Regions from separate parts of the Mus musculus genome. Here regions 1 and 3 are each linked to region 2. The links are chromatin contacts, called in public HiChIP or PLAC-seq maps. All regions are on one chromosome and are shown on one strand. Each heading gives the region's core, a stretch centred on a gene start, on an enhancer-like site or on the middle of the called end of the contact. The rest is flanking DNA. Distances are from core to core; before and after follow the strand shown.

Evidence for each region. HiChIP or PLAC-seq counts read pairs in DNA pulled down with a chosen protein or histone mark.
Region 1: a BATF HiChIP or PLAC-seq map of CD8 T cells shows a contact between it and region 2, with 8 read pairs. The contact joins two enhancer-like sites. A contact is called at or near these places in 20 of 484 Hi-C or Micro-C datasets (the AML12 cell line, the HL-1 cell line, the N1E-115 cell line and 11 more), 3 of 115 datasets of contacts at active chromatin or transcription factors (CD8 T cells, bone marrow-derived macrophages and embryonic stem cells) and 1 of 9 other capture datasets (adipose tissue).
Region 3: a contact with region 2 is called in an H3K4me3 HiChIP or PLAC-seq map of bone marrow-derived macrophages, with 2.7 times the contacts expected there. The contact joins two enhancer-like sites. A contact is called at or near these places in 2 of 484 Hi-C or Micro-C datasets (CD8 T cells and cranial neural crest), 6 of 115 datasets of contacts at active chromatin or transcription factors (CD8 T cells, bone marrow-derived macrophages, embryonic stem cells and 1 more) and 2 of 9 other capture datasets (adipose tissue and pancreatic islet).

What each region holds. Positions count from the first base shown.
Region 1 is chr10:42,067,363-42,070,062 of GRCm38.p6, forward strand. Gm40630 (a long non-coding RNA gene) reads right to left here. Exons shown (of 5, transcript XR_871601.1): 3 at 1,159-2,700. The region is part of intron 1 of Gm51798 (a long non-coding RNA gene); the gene reads left to right. Among named protein-coding and RNA genes, the nearest start is that of Gm40630, 13 kb to the right of the region's middle. Within about 2 kb of position 1,334, at least 39 of the 459 cell types and tissues checked have an H3K27ac peak or open chromatin away from gene starts, as enhancers often do. A contact at or near this core is called in CD8 T cells, where this site is marked.
Region 2 is chr10:41,977,687-41,980,386 of GRCm38.p6, forward strand. The region is part of intron 6 of Armc2 (armadillo repeat containing 2); the gene reads right to left. Among named protein-coding and RNA genes, the nearest start is that of Gm33058, 20 kb to the left of the region's middle. Within about 2 kb of position 1,350, at least 78 of the 459 cell types and tissues checked have an H3K27ac peak or open chromatin away from gene starts, as enhancers often do. A contact at or near this core is called in CD8 T cells and bone marrow-derived macrophages, where this site is marked.
Region 3 is chr10:41,866,882-41,869,744 of GRCm38.p6, forward strand. The region is part of intron 1 of Sesn1 (sestrin 1); the gene reads left to right. Among named protein-coding and RNA genes, the nearest start is that of Sesn1, 58 kb to the left of the region's middle. Within about 2 kb of position 1,295, at least 19 of the 459 cell types and tissues checked have an H3K27ac peak or open chromatin away from gene starts, as enhancers often do. A contact at or near this core is called in CD8 T cells and bone marrow-derived macrophages, where this site is marked.

The sequences.
Region 1 (2,700 bases), core at 84-2,583, 90 kb after region 2:
TTCATAACTGTAATTTTGCTATTGTTATTAGTCATGATGTAAATATCTGATATGTATGCCCGAAGGCACCAAGGAGACCCACAGGTTGAGAACCGCTACTCCATGGTGACTGCTTCAGTTTCTGCCTTGGGTTCCTGTCTTGGCTTTCTTCTATTATGGAAGTCAAGCAAACCCTTTTCTCCCCAAGCTACTTTTGGTCGGAGTGGTTTATCACAACAATAGAGAGTTTACCAGTTTTGTGTGTGTTGGGGGGGGGGGGTTGGAGTTAGTTCCAGCCATGGTGAAAAACTGCAACCAGAACTATAGGAAATATTGATGTGCCCTCTGTCTTAGTTAGGGTTTTACTGCTGTGAGCAGACACCATGACCAAAGTAGCTTTTATAAGGCCAATGTTTACTTGGGGCTGGCTTACAGGTTCAGAGCTTCAGTCCATTATCATCAAGGTGTGAACATGGCAGCGTCCAGGCAGGCATGGTGCAGGAGGAGCTGAGAGTGCTGCATCTTCATCTGCAGGCTGCTGGGAGAAGACTGACTTCCAGGCAGCTAGGATGAGGGTCTTAAAGCCCACACCCACCGTGACACACCTACTCTAACAAGGCCACACCTTCTAATAATGCCACTCCCTGGGCCAAGCATATACAAACCATCACACCCTCCAATGAAGCAGGGTTTCTTAAATAAGACAAAAGCAAAAGTTAGCATGAAACAATTATACACTGAGTTACATGACTTAGAAATTAGTCTTTCTCTCTCTTTGTTTCTATCATTTGTTTTTGAAGACAGAGTTTCTCTGTGTAGCCCTGGCTCTCCTGGAACTTGCTTTGTAGATCAGGCTGGCCTCAAGCTCACAGAAATCACCCTCCCTTGCCTACACAGTGCTGGGATTAAAGGAGTGTACCGTCATGCCCTGCTAGAAATGGTTTTTCATGATAAGTATACCACTGACAAAGTGAAAAGACAAACATAGACTTGGTGAAGACATCTGTATCTCACATTGCCAAGCAATCGCTATAAAAAGTATACAGTCTATTCTTAAAAGTTATAAAGAAAAAGTAAACACAACCCTCCAAAAAAGAAAGAATGTATAAAATTGTGTGTGTGTGTGTGTGTGTGTGTGTGTGTGTGTTAATTATTCTTTTGGTCACTGTGACCACATACCTGTCCAGGACTTAGGAGAAGGAATGATTTGTGCTCCTGGTTCAGGAGTGCCTTCACCTTCATGCAGAAAGCCTGGCTGTCAGGAAGCAGAAAGCCTGCAGGAAGCAGGCCAGGCTCTAACCTACTAGACTTACCAGTGGTGACCCATTTCCTCCAGTTTGGCCCCACCTCCGCCACATCCTCCCTGAAATGCCACCATCTGAGGACCAAACATTCAAATAAGAGCTGTGGGAGACATTTCACACTGAAACCGCAGCTGACTGCAACCAAGCAGGTAGCAGAAGAGGACATTTAATGGTCTGTGGTCACATGAAAATGTGTGCTATTAAATTAAAAGTCAGAGAGATGCAAATTAAAACAATCAGAAGCTGTTTCATGCCCCCCAGAAGTGAGACAGTACCAGCAGGTGATTAGAATGGAGAGAAACACAGGGACACATTTGGAAGCTAACAGCTGACCAACAATTCCACTTCCGTGTGTCCAGAGACATGGGGACTGGAAGAATGTCCTTTTCAGTATTCTGAAATAGCTAACCGTGAAAGCAAGTCGCCTGACCCACAGGAGTAAAAAGGAGCGAGAACAGTGTGGTTACAGAAGCAGTTCAACACTGCGTTCATCACAGTGAGTGAGCCAGGTCAGCTGGATGGCTCTGGGATGGGTAAATCCAACGGGCATAACTAGCTAAAAATGAAGCAAAGTAACACATGATTTATATGAAATTTAAAGTTCATGAAACAAGAGTACGGATTGCTTATCAGTACACAGTACAGACGTTCAATCTTCCTGGTTGCTAGGCACATCCATGAAAAGGAAAAGGCCCTTCAATCCAGCTGTGCTAATACCGCACTGTCTGGAGAGGCCCTGGAACTTACACTCCACAGCGTCTGACTTATGTCTTTATTTATTGCAGGTGGGAGTTGAACCAAGGGCCTTGGGCATGCTCAGTAAGCACTTACCACGGAGCTGCACCCAGACACACTTGAGACCAAATGAGGCCAACATGAGAACTGGCCACAAAATTTGTACAAAGAATGCTGAATGGTTTCCAGAAGTTTCTGGTGTTACCTGTTAGTTTCTCTTTCCTAAGCAATTGGTGATGACTCTCAATGAGTGGGGCTCTGGGATGGCTCTGGGACGACCCTGGGATGCAGGGATGGCTGTAGGGATGAGTCTGGCCTGCTCTATGAGCTGCCATGCTGGCCACAGCCTCTAAATCTTTTGGCTTGGTAGAAGAGAACCATGATCTTCCCTTAATTTTCCCATCGCACATAATATGCACATTTACACACGACTTCAGGTACCCACATCATACACACTCAAAACCACGAAGAAACACTAGAACCACTCCCTCATCCAAACACCTGGATTCCTCCCTTCTCTGCAACAAGAGCAGGCTGTTTAACCATTCAGTGTTGAGTAGATAGTGTGGAGTCAGATCTGATTACATAACGGCAGACTGTGGAATGGTGGGGTGTGATGCCCACAAACACACTGCTCTTAGATAACAAAGGGCAGTGGTATAATCCACACTGGGACCGCCGT
Region 2 (2,700 bases), core at 100-2,599:
CTGTAGACCATCATCTCTGCTTTTTGGATTTTTGAGTGTGCTTGAACTGGATAAAACATGCACATGGGGCTGGAGAGATGGCTCAGCGGTTAAGAGCCCTGACTGCTCTTCCAGAGGTCCTGAGTTCAGTTCCCAGCAACCACATGGTGGCTCACAAGCATCTGCTATGGGATCCGATGCCCTCTTCTGGTGTGTCTGAAGAGAGCAACCATGTACTCACATTAAACAAACAAAACAAACAAGCATGTAATTCTAAAAGTAAATACAAATAGCCACGCAGTATAAGAAGACCGCCGCTCATAGTCCTAGGTAATTAATCCACTTAGAGGCCAAAGGATATGAACAGACTCAGTATTGAAGAAGGCAAACAAAAAGCCAGAAGTTGTTAAGTCAACAACAGTCAATTTCCTTGACATATATAGGAAACACTTAAATTTGCTAGAAAGCAGGTTGGGGAGATGGCTCGGTGGGTAAGGCACCTGCTGCTGCAAGCTTCAGGACCCAGGCTTGGATCCCCAGCACATATAAAAGAAGCCAGGCATGGTGCTGTAACCCCAGAGCAGAGGAGCAGAAACAGGCAGATCCTGCGAGCTCACTGACCAGCTCAGTGTGGCCAGAATGTGGCTCCATGTCCAACGAGAGACCATCTCAAAAAATATGGTAAAGGGTTCGAGAAAAAGACTCTGACATTGAGCTGTGGCATCATCTATTGGAGTAGGAACCTGCTCTAACACATCAAAACCCCAAATTACTAGAAATTCAGGCTTTAAATCCATGTGGTCTTAAAAAAAAAACAAAAAACCAAAACGAAACCCCTACACAGTGTGCTTTTCAATGTAAAGCTGAGCGATCAACTAGTTCCCCAGGAAGAGTGAAATCAGTCAACATGCTCCCCCCAGGAAGAAATGATTATCAAGATGAGTCAGAAATCACCCAAGTTTAGTTACCTCCAGACCCTTCTGAGACTTCTCAGACTCATTTTGAGAAGTTAGCTAAACACTGTGGTATAAGAATTTCTTCTCGGTCGTCTCCCAGGAATCCCCACTAATGTGGTTGTGTCTTGCTATGGCCTTGCTTCTGTATCCCCATGTGGTCCTCACTGCCCCCATCACCTCCATTCCATACCCTATCCCCAGTGAATTCTAGAAACTGAAGCATGTCTACAAACACACAGTGTGGCCCAGTCTTGGGGAACAACTTCAAATTTTAAAAAGGACTTTCATCTAGGTTCACTGCTTGCTAAATATAAAAATAATGATTCAACAGGAAAATTGGGTAAGTCAGGCAAGAAATACTGCCTGTTTTTGAAGATTCTGCTGTCTCCGTGGTTATAGCTGTTAACCACAGCTTTCAGCTTTGGACCCAACAGCTTGATACATTGTTAGCATTGGCTGGTGTTTTTAGCATGCAAACGTAAACCCCTTAGCAACAATGTTGTCTAGGGAATTGGAAGGCTTAGATTCTCCTGAGTTCTAGATACATTGCAGGTGACCACTAACTGTCTCCTTACTGGTGAGGGGCTAGTTTGAAGATAACATCTTTTACACGGTGCTAGATTGATATCATTTATCATCATTTTTTATTTTTGTTGAGACAAGGTCTTACTGTAGCTCAGAATGGCCTGCAATTCATAACCCTGTCTCTGTTTCCAAAATGTTCAGATTATAGATGTGTACTCATAGAGCCCGACATAAACTTTTGTGTGAAATGAAAAAAAAAAACTATGAAGAATATAACAGACACTGTCCTACCCTGAATAGTTTGGTTCAATGCTAATAATGTGCTACGTTTGTATCTTTTTATTTTAAAGACAACAACAACAACAAAAACCTTGAAGGCTTAAAACCTTCTTATGCCTGCCTTATCTAGATCCTTCCCCATGGGGGGGGGGGTCACCAGCCTTTGAAATGGGGGTGACAGCATGTTTGTTTTTCTAGGTGTGACACAGAGCTCCCTAACTCTTGTTTCCACAACTTAAGGTTTCACCTGCTGCTTGTGTTGTACAGTCAATGTTACAATGTTACAGTGTTACAATGTTACAGTGTTACAATGTTACAGTGGTATAGTGTAACAAATGTTCCCTGGCTCATTTTTCTCACTGCCTGACTTTGCACCATTTCTAACCATTGGTCTGTATTATTTCATATTTCCTCAGGCAGAATAAAGTCCCTAAAGGGCTTTCATAATATAGTTTCATTTAATGTAACAGACAGCTGTCCTACCCTGACTAGTTTGGTCCAATGTTAACAATGTGCCACATTTGTATCTTTTTCTTTATTTTAAAGACAAAAACAAAAAACAAAAAATCTTGAAGAATTAAAACCTTCTTCATTTAAGTGGGCAATGCTTTTGAACTTAAGTTTAGATTTACACTGATATTAAATCTGCACACAAACCCTCCAGATACCTTCAAGCTATAATTTCTGTGAGTTTCTGTCTACATTGAAGGCAGCAGACCTGGATACTGGTTTAAGACGGCAGTGAAAAATGAAAACTTAGAAAACAAATGGTTTCTGAGCAAGTTGGATCCAGTTCCTGAAGTTGTCGAACAGAGTTACTAAGGGCTCGGTGTGGCACTCTAGACTCTCCTTGACTTCCACCTAACATTTGTCTTTGAAAAACAAGTCACACTGTTTAACAGCACAAAGATCTTGAGAATGAAGGATGCTGAAGGCGGAGAGGCACACTCACCTGCTCTGG
Region 3 (2,863 bases), core at 45-2,544, 110 kb before region 2:
CTGCATCAAATCCTGTGGAGCCATGTGTCTGATGCTGTGCCATCTTCACCATAGACTGCAGAGAACATGGAGGCTTTTCCCATCTCACAAAGGTTACTGTCTGAAGTTAAAGCACATCTGTTACTTCTCCCTCTGAACAGATTTTCTCACTGGAGAATGATTGTAACTGTATGAAGCTGCCAAACTGCAGAGCTGGTACCAAACCCTGATGCTTAGATTCTATTCTAACAGTTTCTTCCTTATTGTTTGTATAGGTACAGCCCTCACTCCCCCCCCCACCATTCTCTTATTGCAGCCCTCACTTCCCCCCATTCTCTTATTGCAGCCCCCACTTTCCCCCAGTCTCTTATTGCAGTCCCCATTTCCCCCCATTCTCTTATTGCAGCCCCCATTTCCCCCCCCCCATTCTCTTATTGCAGCCCCCACTTTGGTCCTATAGGAGAAGCGCAGGTGTATGGAGAACAAATTAATAGAACAAAATTCAGTTTGCATTTAAAGGAGTGCCTGCTGTGGTGCCCTGAAGTCAGGGTATTTTTTTAATTATTATTTTTATTTAATTAAAATATATCATTTTCCCTCCCTCTCCTGCTATGCCCTGCCCTACTCCCTCTTAAACTTATGGCCTCTTTTTTTATTAGCTGTTTGTCTTAGTCAGGGTTTCTATTCCTGGATAAAACATCATGACCAAGAAGCAAGTTGGAGAGGAAAGGGTTTATTCAGCTTACACTTCCACATTGCTGTTGATCACCAAAGGACGTTAGGACTGGAACTCAAGCAGGTCAGGAAGCAGGAGCTGATGCAGAGGCCATGGAGGGATGTTACTTACTGGCTTGCTTCCCCATGACTTGCTCAGCCTGCTCTCTTATAGAACCAAGACTGCAAACCCAGAGATGGTCCCACCCACAAGGGGACCTCCCCCTTTGATCACTAATTGAGAAAATGCCTTGCAGCTGGATCTCGTGGAGGCATTTCCCCAACTGAAGCTCCTTTCTCTGTGTTAACTCCAGCCTGTGTGAAGTTGACACAAAACTAGCCAGTACACTGTTATTGTTACATATATGTTTACAAATATATAAATGCAACCTGCAGAGTCCTGTTAGTGTAGTTATGAGAGTGTTTCAGGGCTATTTGTTACTGGATAACCATTTAGGGGTGTCATCTTTGGGAAAGATTAATCACCCCTCTCACAGCAGTTCTTAATTGCCACAGCTCTTCATCTGGGGGCGGTGCTTATGAGATGAGCCACATGCACTTTGCATGTCAGCTGGTGCTGCCCTTGGTTAAGTAGCTGTAGCGCTAAGATTTTATGGGTGTGTGGCTTCCCTATAATGTCTTGCTGCAGACTTCCTTGATCTCTTGCTCTTAGACTCTGTTTTCCCGAGTGCTGCCGAGCCTGAGGTTGTGTTGTATCAGTCGGGGCTGGGCACCTCCTGGTTAGTTGTTCTCTGCATTGTGACCAGTTGTGGCTTTCTGTCATGGTCTCCATCTGCTTTGATGAGGGGTGAGAGTTACACTTGCCTGTGGTATAGGATAAGTATTTAGAAGGTGCTTAGGAATTTTACTGGTTTGGGAAAGTAGTATGTTCTCCTCCAAGATCCATGACCTCTCGAGTCACATGGTTAACTAAGTTTACAGCACCAGGCCCCATTTCCTTCCTGTTGAGCAGGCCTTCAGCCCAGTCAGACAGACAGTTGTTGGCTCCCATTAAGATATAAGTGCTCTTGTACCTGCAGGGATGGCTGTCTCGCCATGCAGGTCATTGTCACAGACCCTGGGCAGCACAGCTGAGGGGGGCTGCTGGTTACTTCCCGCCCTGGGCATCGTGCAGATTGCCTTCTGGTACTATGGAAACTAGTCCTCATTCTGTGTCCAAAGTATATAATATCATTAGCAATAGGGACTTACCTTCAACTTGGAGGCAACTAAAGGCAACAGCAATAGTCTATTGCCAGGGGAGTCCCTTGGGCTCCCTTCACGAACAACAGCTCAAGAGGGTTTCTCATGCCTGCATCATCTAGTTATTCCTGGTACATGAACACTTAACAGAAGCACATTGAATGAATAGTGAAGGAAAAAAATTCTGGTTTTTGAGGCAGTTCATTTCTAAGAGTTGAACATCTTAAGATTGTATTAGTCAGGGTTCGCCAGAGTAGTGGAACTTAAGGTTTGTGTGTGTGTGTGTGTGTGTGTGTGTGTGTGTGTGTATTCAATACATGTGAAAATAAATATATATATATATATATCCACACACACACACACACACATGGAATTTATTGGAATTACTTATAGGCTGCAGTCCAGCTAATTCAACAATGGCTGGCTGGGCATGGAAAGTCCAAGACTCTGTAGTCACTCAGTCCCAAGGCTGGGTGTCTCAGCTAATCTTGAGTATATGCCAGAACTGAAGAAGTAGCTCCAATGCCATCGAAGGAATGGAAGTACTAGCAAGTAGGCAAAGAACAAAACCTTCATGATTCCATGCCCTTATATAGGTTCCAGCAGAAGATGTGGCCCAGGTTAAAGGTGTGTCTTCTCACCTCAAGATTCAGATCAGAGGTGTGTCGTCCTACCTCAAAGGTCTGGACCAGAAGTGGAACCACCCACTTCAACCCAAGCAGAAAATGCCTCACAGGTGTACTTCCATTTCTGGATTGTAGCTCATTCCAGATATAGACAGGTTGACAACCAGGAATAGCCATCATAAGCATGATGTGCATAATGGAGCCAGGCATGTGACACACGCCTAGAAACGCAGTAATCAGAAAGCAGAGGTATGGGCTATAGTGACACTCACCAAACGAGAAGAAGAGCAGAAAAAAGATAGGGGTCTTGAGAGTGCCTGTGAAGACCTAGGTTAAGAATG